Linked DNA regions of Sus scrofa: region 2 is linked to region 1. The links are chromatin contacts, called in public Hi-C maps. All regions are on one chromosome and are shown on one strand. The core of a region is the stretch at or near the end of the contact, and the rest is flanking DNA. Distances in the headings are between cores, read along the strand shown.

Region 1 (3,482 bases), core at 662-3,161:
GAAGGCTTCCAATGGATAACTCCAATGCGCTGCCCTCAAGGGGTGTGTAGCACAGAACGTAGAATCCATCACATGAAAACAACGCATTGTTAGAAATTTCACTGGTGGTTTGGTTTAAGTTCGGAGCGAAGAACTAATAAAAAACTGGGACTTAAAATTTACCACACATTTATGCTTTCCCCATTCCCAAAATATGTCCAGTCTCCTTTGGTGGTCATCAGGCAGACTATAAAAAGCAGGGTTACTCACCTCTAGCTTTCCAAATGAACACACAGCATCAAATATAGAAACCAGAGGAAGCTTCATTGTTACGGAGCCAAAATGATCGAAAGCAAGTGTGAGTGCTTTAAATATACAGATGAACCAACAGATCTGAGACACACACTCTGAAAGGCTGAGATTCCAACATCAATCATTCAAAAGTCCAAATATATAATCAGAGAGTCTGTCACAGCAGGAGCGGTGGTGCCGGAACACAGAACGGGCACTGTGCCCAGAGCTGCTGAAAGATAAAGCCAGGACCTGGGTGACTGTGGTGCCACAGGGAAGTTTCAGAAGCAACCCCTTTTGAAATGCAAAACAGAATTAGGAGCAAGCACCAGAATTCTGAAGAAGAAAAAAAAAAAGCAAAACAAGGGCTAGGTGGAGCCGCACTAAAAATGCCAAGTAAGCAGCCGGGCCAAGCAGGGCCAAGACCCAGTTGTAATAGGGCAGTTCTAGTGCGTGTGGGAGTACTGCACACCTACCTGCATGAGGAAGAAAGTCCCTCCAGCAGGTTCTGCCCACATTGCAAGAAGCAAAAGGAGGATAGTCTGAGAAAGCAGCTAAGCAGAGGGGGTCTCTGAAAGCAGAAACCCAGCTGGCCAGGGATGACTCCTTAAAGAGCTTGAAATGGTGAGTGGACATCGCTTCCTCCAAAGCAGAGCCTCGGCCTCTGGAGGGGAGGCTGCCTCTATGCTGTCATTGAATAGGGTCAGTTGATAGTAAAACATGTGTCATGACCACTCCTATTAACCTCACCAACGGCTTGCAAGTTCCCCTGCGATGAAGCAGGTTAAGGATCCGGCATTGCCACAGCTGTGGCGCAGCTCGCAAGGACAGCGCGGGTTCAATCCCTGGGCTGGGAATTTCCACATGCCTCAGGTCCCGCCCAAAAAACTCCAAACCAAAACAAACATCAGCATCAGCTAACATTAAGCTCCCACTAGGCCTCAGGTGGAATGCATTATTTTATTTAACCCTCCCAACAACACTGAGGCGGGGTCTATGTCCCCATCTCCCAGATGAGGAAAATGAGGCTTAGCACAGTTCAGAAACCTATCCATAGTCACACAACTGCTACCTGGGGTAGTGGGATTCCAACCCAGGCCTATGGGATGCTAGCTAGGGTCTTCACAATGAGGCTGCCAAGGAGACGCTGAGATTTATTCACTTCCTTGTGCTGTTAGACAAATAAATGCATTTTTAGCCAGGGACTCATAGGTCTTTGTGCAGAGATGTCCCGAGCCAGCACATTATTAAGAAACAGGTGAATACTTAGGCCATTAAAGGCCGTGCATTCTTAGGAAAACGACATCCCTGCGAAGTCACAGAAGCCCCAAGGAGGAAGTGGAAAAATCAATCCTGCACAAACACCCAACCCTGTTTAGCCATCGGCCATGCCTGTGTGGATGCTGAGACGGGGCTGTGGGCCTGGTCAAGCCGGGCTGTGTTCTGACATTTACGGTCCAGCAAGAGTCAGCAATGCCAAGGGCAGTGCTCAAAAGGCCTTACACCAGATGGCCCTCTTAATGGGCCTTCTGCCCACAGCCCTGCTGGCACCATCAGCCTCCCAGCTGGCAGTGCCGGGCTGGACTTCCTGGGTCAGCTTCTTCCGCCCTCTGCTCCACACAGAAGTTTTCTACCAGCGCGCACCCGGCCAGCAGCTCTCAATGAGCGCGTTCACTGGGATGCTGGGGACCACGCTGGGCTTCGGGTGGGTAAGAGCCCGGTGCCGGCTGGCACAAATCCCTGGCTGTCTTCTGGCGCATGGACTGCCAGCGATGCAAAACAGACCTGAGATTGTTTGCATGCATGTTTTCTTCTTTTCCTGGGCTTCCTGCTGTCTTATTGCAATATAATTAACATGCCGCAGATCCTCGGATCTTACCAGTTCAGTGCCTTGAGTTTCAGCAACTGTTTATACACTTGTGTAACCACTACCCAAACAAGAGACAGAACATTTGGGATGCCCTCAAAGAGTTCCCCTTTCAGAGTTCCCACTGTGGTGCAATGGGATCGGAGGCATCTCAGCAGCGCTGGGATGCAGGTTCAGTTCCCCAGCCCAGCACAGTGTGTTTAAGGATCCTGTGTTGCCACAGCAGTAGAGGTCACAACTGCAGCTTGGATCTGACCCCTGGCCCCAAAACTCCACACACCTTGAGGCCGGGGCGGTGGGGGGGAGTTCCTATTTCCAATCAATCCCCTCACCACCACTATCTGATTTCTAACTTTTTTTCCCCTGGGTTTTTTTTTGTTTTTTTGTTTTTTTGGCATCATATGGTGGTTCCCAGGCTAGGGGTGGAATCAGAGCTGTAGCCACTGGCCTACACCCCAGTTCATGTCAACGCTGGATCCTTAACCCCCTGAGCGAGGCCACGGATCAAACCTGCGTCCTCATGGATGCTAGTCAGATTCGTTTCCACTGAGCCACAACAGGAACTCCTGATTTCTACCCTCTATATCCTCATTGATTGGTTTTTGCATGTATTCTTGCCTCATCATATCTAAAACATAATTAGAAGATGTATGATAACCAGCCACAGGCCTTTGATAATGAAAACCACTTTGGATTATATTTATGTGCTGCCATTAAAACAAATGCTCACAACACAACATGTGAAAAATACCAAATAGTTTTTAAAAGAAAGCATAAAAATCATCTGGGAGCCCATCACCCAGAAATAACTACTGTTGGTATTCTAGGGGGTTTCTTTCAGGGCTAGTACACGCGCACTGATGACAGGCTGGCACTCTCTCGTGTGGCATTAGCTGTTTGTTTGCTTGTTTTGGCTGCACGCGAGGCGTACATATGTTCCCAGGCCAGGGGTGGATCCCATGCCACAGAAGTGACAGCACTGGATCTTCAACCTGCTGAGCCACCAGGGAACTCCTTTTGGTTTTGTGTGTTTGTTTGTTTTTGTCTTTTGTGTTTTTCGGGCGGCATATGGAGGGTCGCAGGCTAGGAGTTGAATTGGAGCTGTAGCGGCTGGCCCATACCACAGCCACAGCAACTGGGGATCTGAGCCGTGTCTGCAATCTACACCACAGCTCACGGCAACGCTGGATCTTTAACCCACTGAGCAAGGCCAGGGATCAAACCTGCGTCCTCATGGATACTAGTCAGGTTCATTAACCACTGAGCCACAAGTGGAACTCCGGGAACTCCATTTTTTTAATTTTTAATTTTTTGGTGGCATTAGCTTTTGTTCGTTTTTCTTTTT
Region 2 (3,712 bases), core at 1,098-3,597, 75 kb after region 1:
TAGAAATAGTGGGGAGTTCCCGTCGTGGCGCAGTGGTTAACGAATCCGACTAGGAACCATGAGGTTGCGGGTTCGGTCCCTGCCCTTGCTCAGTGGGTTAACGATCCGGCGTTGCTGTGAGCTGTGGTGTAGGTTGCAGACGCGGCTCGGATCCCGCGTTGCTGTGGCTCTGGCGTAGGCCGGTGGCTCCAGCTCCGATTCGACCCCTAGCCTGGGAACCTCCATATGCTGCGGGAGCGGCTCAAGAAATAGCAACAACAACAACAACAAAAATCTCAAAAAAAAAAAAAAAAAAAAGAAATAGTGGAATATTCATGGAGTAAAATAAGAACAAATGAGTCCACCCTGATATAAATTGATAAATTAATGAATGAGAAAAGAAAGCTCTCCCTTATGGTAGATCACCAAGCAATAAATGTGGGAGAAAAGACGGAGTAAGAGAATTATCATTTTGCACTCATCACAGTAATACCTCTTTAGCCATGAGTCATCACTGGGTTCTTAAAAATTTGTGGGCGATAGTTACAGAATCTCAAAATATCCCCTTACAAATTACTTATTACAAAGGGAAAAAGTCACTTTACTGTGAATTTTCCTAGTGAACACTACTCGACAACTTTACCAACTAAAGTTTCTATCATTAATAAATGGAATATATATATATATATATATTTGCGTATGTGTGTGTCCTTTTTTTTTTTTTTTTTTTTTTAAGGCTGCACCCACAGCTTATGCAAGTTCCCAGGCTAAGGGTGGAATCATCCACAGTTACCTACCAATGGGATTTATGCTGCTGTTATGCATTGCACAACTTCTGAAACTTTGGAATCACATTGGACAAGACCACTTTTATTTCCTATTCCACACTGATTTTTTTTTTTTTTAAACAAGACAATCCTTTTATTTTTATACTTTTGTGCGGGTGAGGGGGGGGTCGCATCCACAACATTCAGAAGGTCCCAGGCCTGGGATCAAACCCGAGCCACAGCAGTAACCAGAACCAGAAGTGACAATGTAATATCCTTAACCCCCAGAGCCACCAGAGAACTCCCGTTGTACGTTTATTTCTGCACTTTTCTCTTTATCAGAAACACGGAAAATCGCAGCGTCCCAAATACGGCATATCCAAGGAATATGGCGCCATCTATTGTTAAAATTGTACATAACCTCGAGTGAGTAGTTTTGCATAGTTTTTCCTTGAGATATTAGAATACAAAATATCGCACAGATAGCTCCTATAAATTCACTGTGGGGCTGTGGGGGCACTCAGTGCACAGTTTGAGAGCCACAGGGTTAGATAACAATGTTACGTTTTGCTTACTGTTGCTATGTAAGGGAAAGTCCTTATTCCTAGGAAATACACATCAAATTATCTATGGATAAAGATTTTTGCAAATTACTCTCAAATGATTCAAGGAAAAAAGTGTGTATATTTATGTATACACAGTGATCATGGCCAATATAGTAAATGAGGCAAAATGTGGACAATGAATCTGGATAAAAGGTATACAAGGTTTTTCCCCCCTACTATTCTCGAAATTATTTCAAAACAAAGATTTCTAAAAGATTAAATATAATTCTATATTTCGAGGTATATATACATACGTAGTAAAACAAAAGCCTGGAAATTAAAAGCTCCAATTCAAATAGCTGCAACATTTTGCAGTGTGGGAAGAGGGATGTCCATTCGGGGAAGAGTGCACACAGTATCGTGACGTTTTATTTCTTAAGGTAAGTGGTGGATACACAGATACTTACATTACTCTTTGTAGCTTTACGTTTGTCCAACGTATTTCATAATTTATTTTAAAGAATAAACACGTCGAGTCTTTCTTAATACAGATCTTGCCTAATGGCCCTCCTCCAGTACCAGGGCCCCGACTTCCCCACTTCCCTGGCTTCTGACTCTGTCCCTCAGGGACTCCGAAGGGAAGCATAATATTGGAAGAGGGGTTAATGGATGGGCCCTTGGGCACTGAAGAATCCACCAAAAAAAAAAAAAAAAAAAAAAAAGAAAGAAAGAAAAGAAAAAAAACAAACCCCAAACGGACAGTGTAGCGTGGCCGGGCCCTGAACTAACCCGTAATTCCAGCTACTTCCAGCCCTGGGAACTGCCCTGAACAGCCAATAAATTTCTACCACCTGGCTGCTAACCTAACAAATGCCTATGTCCTGAAGCCCCTGAACACAAGGCCGCGCCCACGATGAAAGGTAAACTCGGCCACCCCGCCACACCACCTTCCTGCCGAGGGTCGCGACCTAGGCTCGATCGCTTGACCTCAGGAAAACTAAAACCGACTCTCCAGGGCCTAGAGATGACGTCACGCCGCCCTTTTCTAGCATCGCGAGACTTTCTTCTCCCTCCCACCGCAGGTTCGGACGCTCCCTACTGCCCGCGCCCGCTGCCTGGCAGCGGCGGGTATGGCGAGCAGCGGAGTTGAGGCGGTGACGAGAGCAGCGGCTCCGCCATTGGACTAGGAAGCCTGAGGGACGGGCCAGCGCGGTGAACAAGGAGAGACTGAGGCGGGTGGCCCCGAGAGAGCGAGGGCAATGGAGGCCAACGTGCCGAAGCGGAAGGAGCCTGGCAAGTCCCTACGCATCAAAGTCATCTCCATGGGCAACGCCGAAGTGGGGAAAGTGAGTACCGCGCTGGGAGGGGCGGGACCTCAGCGCGGCGGGGCGATGTGCCGATTGGCTGGGAGGGCGGCCACTCAACAGCCCGGGGCTCAGCCTCCTCCCCGCCCCTGAGCAGGCCTGGTCTCCTGAGAGATGCGGCTCCGCTCAGAAAAGTCTCCTGACCTTTTTGACCTTTGGGTTGCCCCTCTCCAACACCTAAGAAGGTGCCTCGTGTGCTTCTAACCCTTGACTGTATCCCAAAGAGTTAAGGAGGCCTAGGTCCTTATGTCAGATCTCCTGCCTAGATACCATATCGGCGTTCCAGGTGACCCGTCCAGGACTTAGAGGTGGAGAATAAAAGTTCAGGGACCCCCAGAGGGGTTTGGGAGCCGAAGGGACTTTACTGGGCGTGTGTGAGGATGAGGATTTGTCAAATGTTACTCTGCAGACATGGAGCCCAGAATCTACATTTCATCGCCAAGAGAGCATGACTGATGCTAAAGTGTTTCACAGAGGAGGTGCGACGGATGTCAAGGAACTTGTGTTATTTTGTTTTGTTAGTTTTGTTTTTATTTCTGGTAGTGTCACTACATCCATTATCTCAAAGAAGTCTTAGTTCCCTGCCTTCTGTTCTGCTTCTACTGGGTCAGCTCTAAGCTCTCCCATAGCATGGGGGGAGGGAGGGAGAGAGATGAAGGAAGGTCTTTCCTCGCGTGAATTCCAACTTGACTTAAATTGTCTCCCCTTCAGGGTAAGTGGAAGCTTTTGGTTAAGAACCTGCCAAGGTCATCATATCAGTGACCGAGACAGGGTTAGAACCTGGATCTTCACACTCCCATTGCAGTGCTCTTTCCATCATGTGCTGTCAAAATCAACTCCTAGTAGGATCTGCATGCCAAAAGAGCTGTTGATGGGAGTATTTATGCCAGTGCCTTGCACATAGTTGGTGCTCAGTAAATGTTTATTCATGTCTTTGCTTTCTATTTAGTATTCTCTTGTACTATTCATGAATCTATATGTATGTATGTATTAACATAATTGAAAGTCAACATTTGTTGAATGCCAGCTTTGTGCCAGGCTTTGAAAAGAAAAAGAA

Evidence for each region. A called contact is a pair of places that touch in the nucleus more often than the background predicts.
Region 2: a Hi-C map of skeletal muscle shows a contact between it and region 1, with 5 times the contacts expected there. A contact is called at or near these places in 2 of 47 Hi-C or Micro-C datasets (fetal heart ventricle and skeletal muscle) and 1 of 2 datasets of targeted methods (skeletal muscle).

What each region holds. Positions count from the first base shown.
Region 1 is chr3:113,739,515-113,742,996 of Sscrofa11.1, forward strand. All of the region lies in intron 1 of EFR3B (protein EFR3 homolog B), which reads right to left. Among named protein-coding and RNA genes, the nearest start is that of EFR3B, 18 kb to the right of the region's middle.
Region 2 is chr3:113,814,371-113,818,082 of Sscrofa11.1, forward strand. DNAJC27 (dnaJ homolog subfamily C member 27) reads left to right here and starts at 2,348. Exons shown (of 7, transcript XM_021087775.1): 1 at 2,348-2,637. The coding sequence starts at 2,551.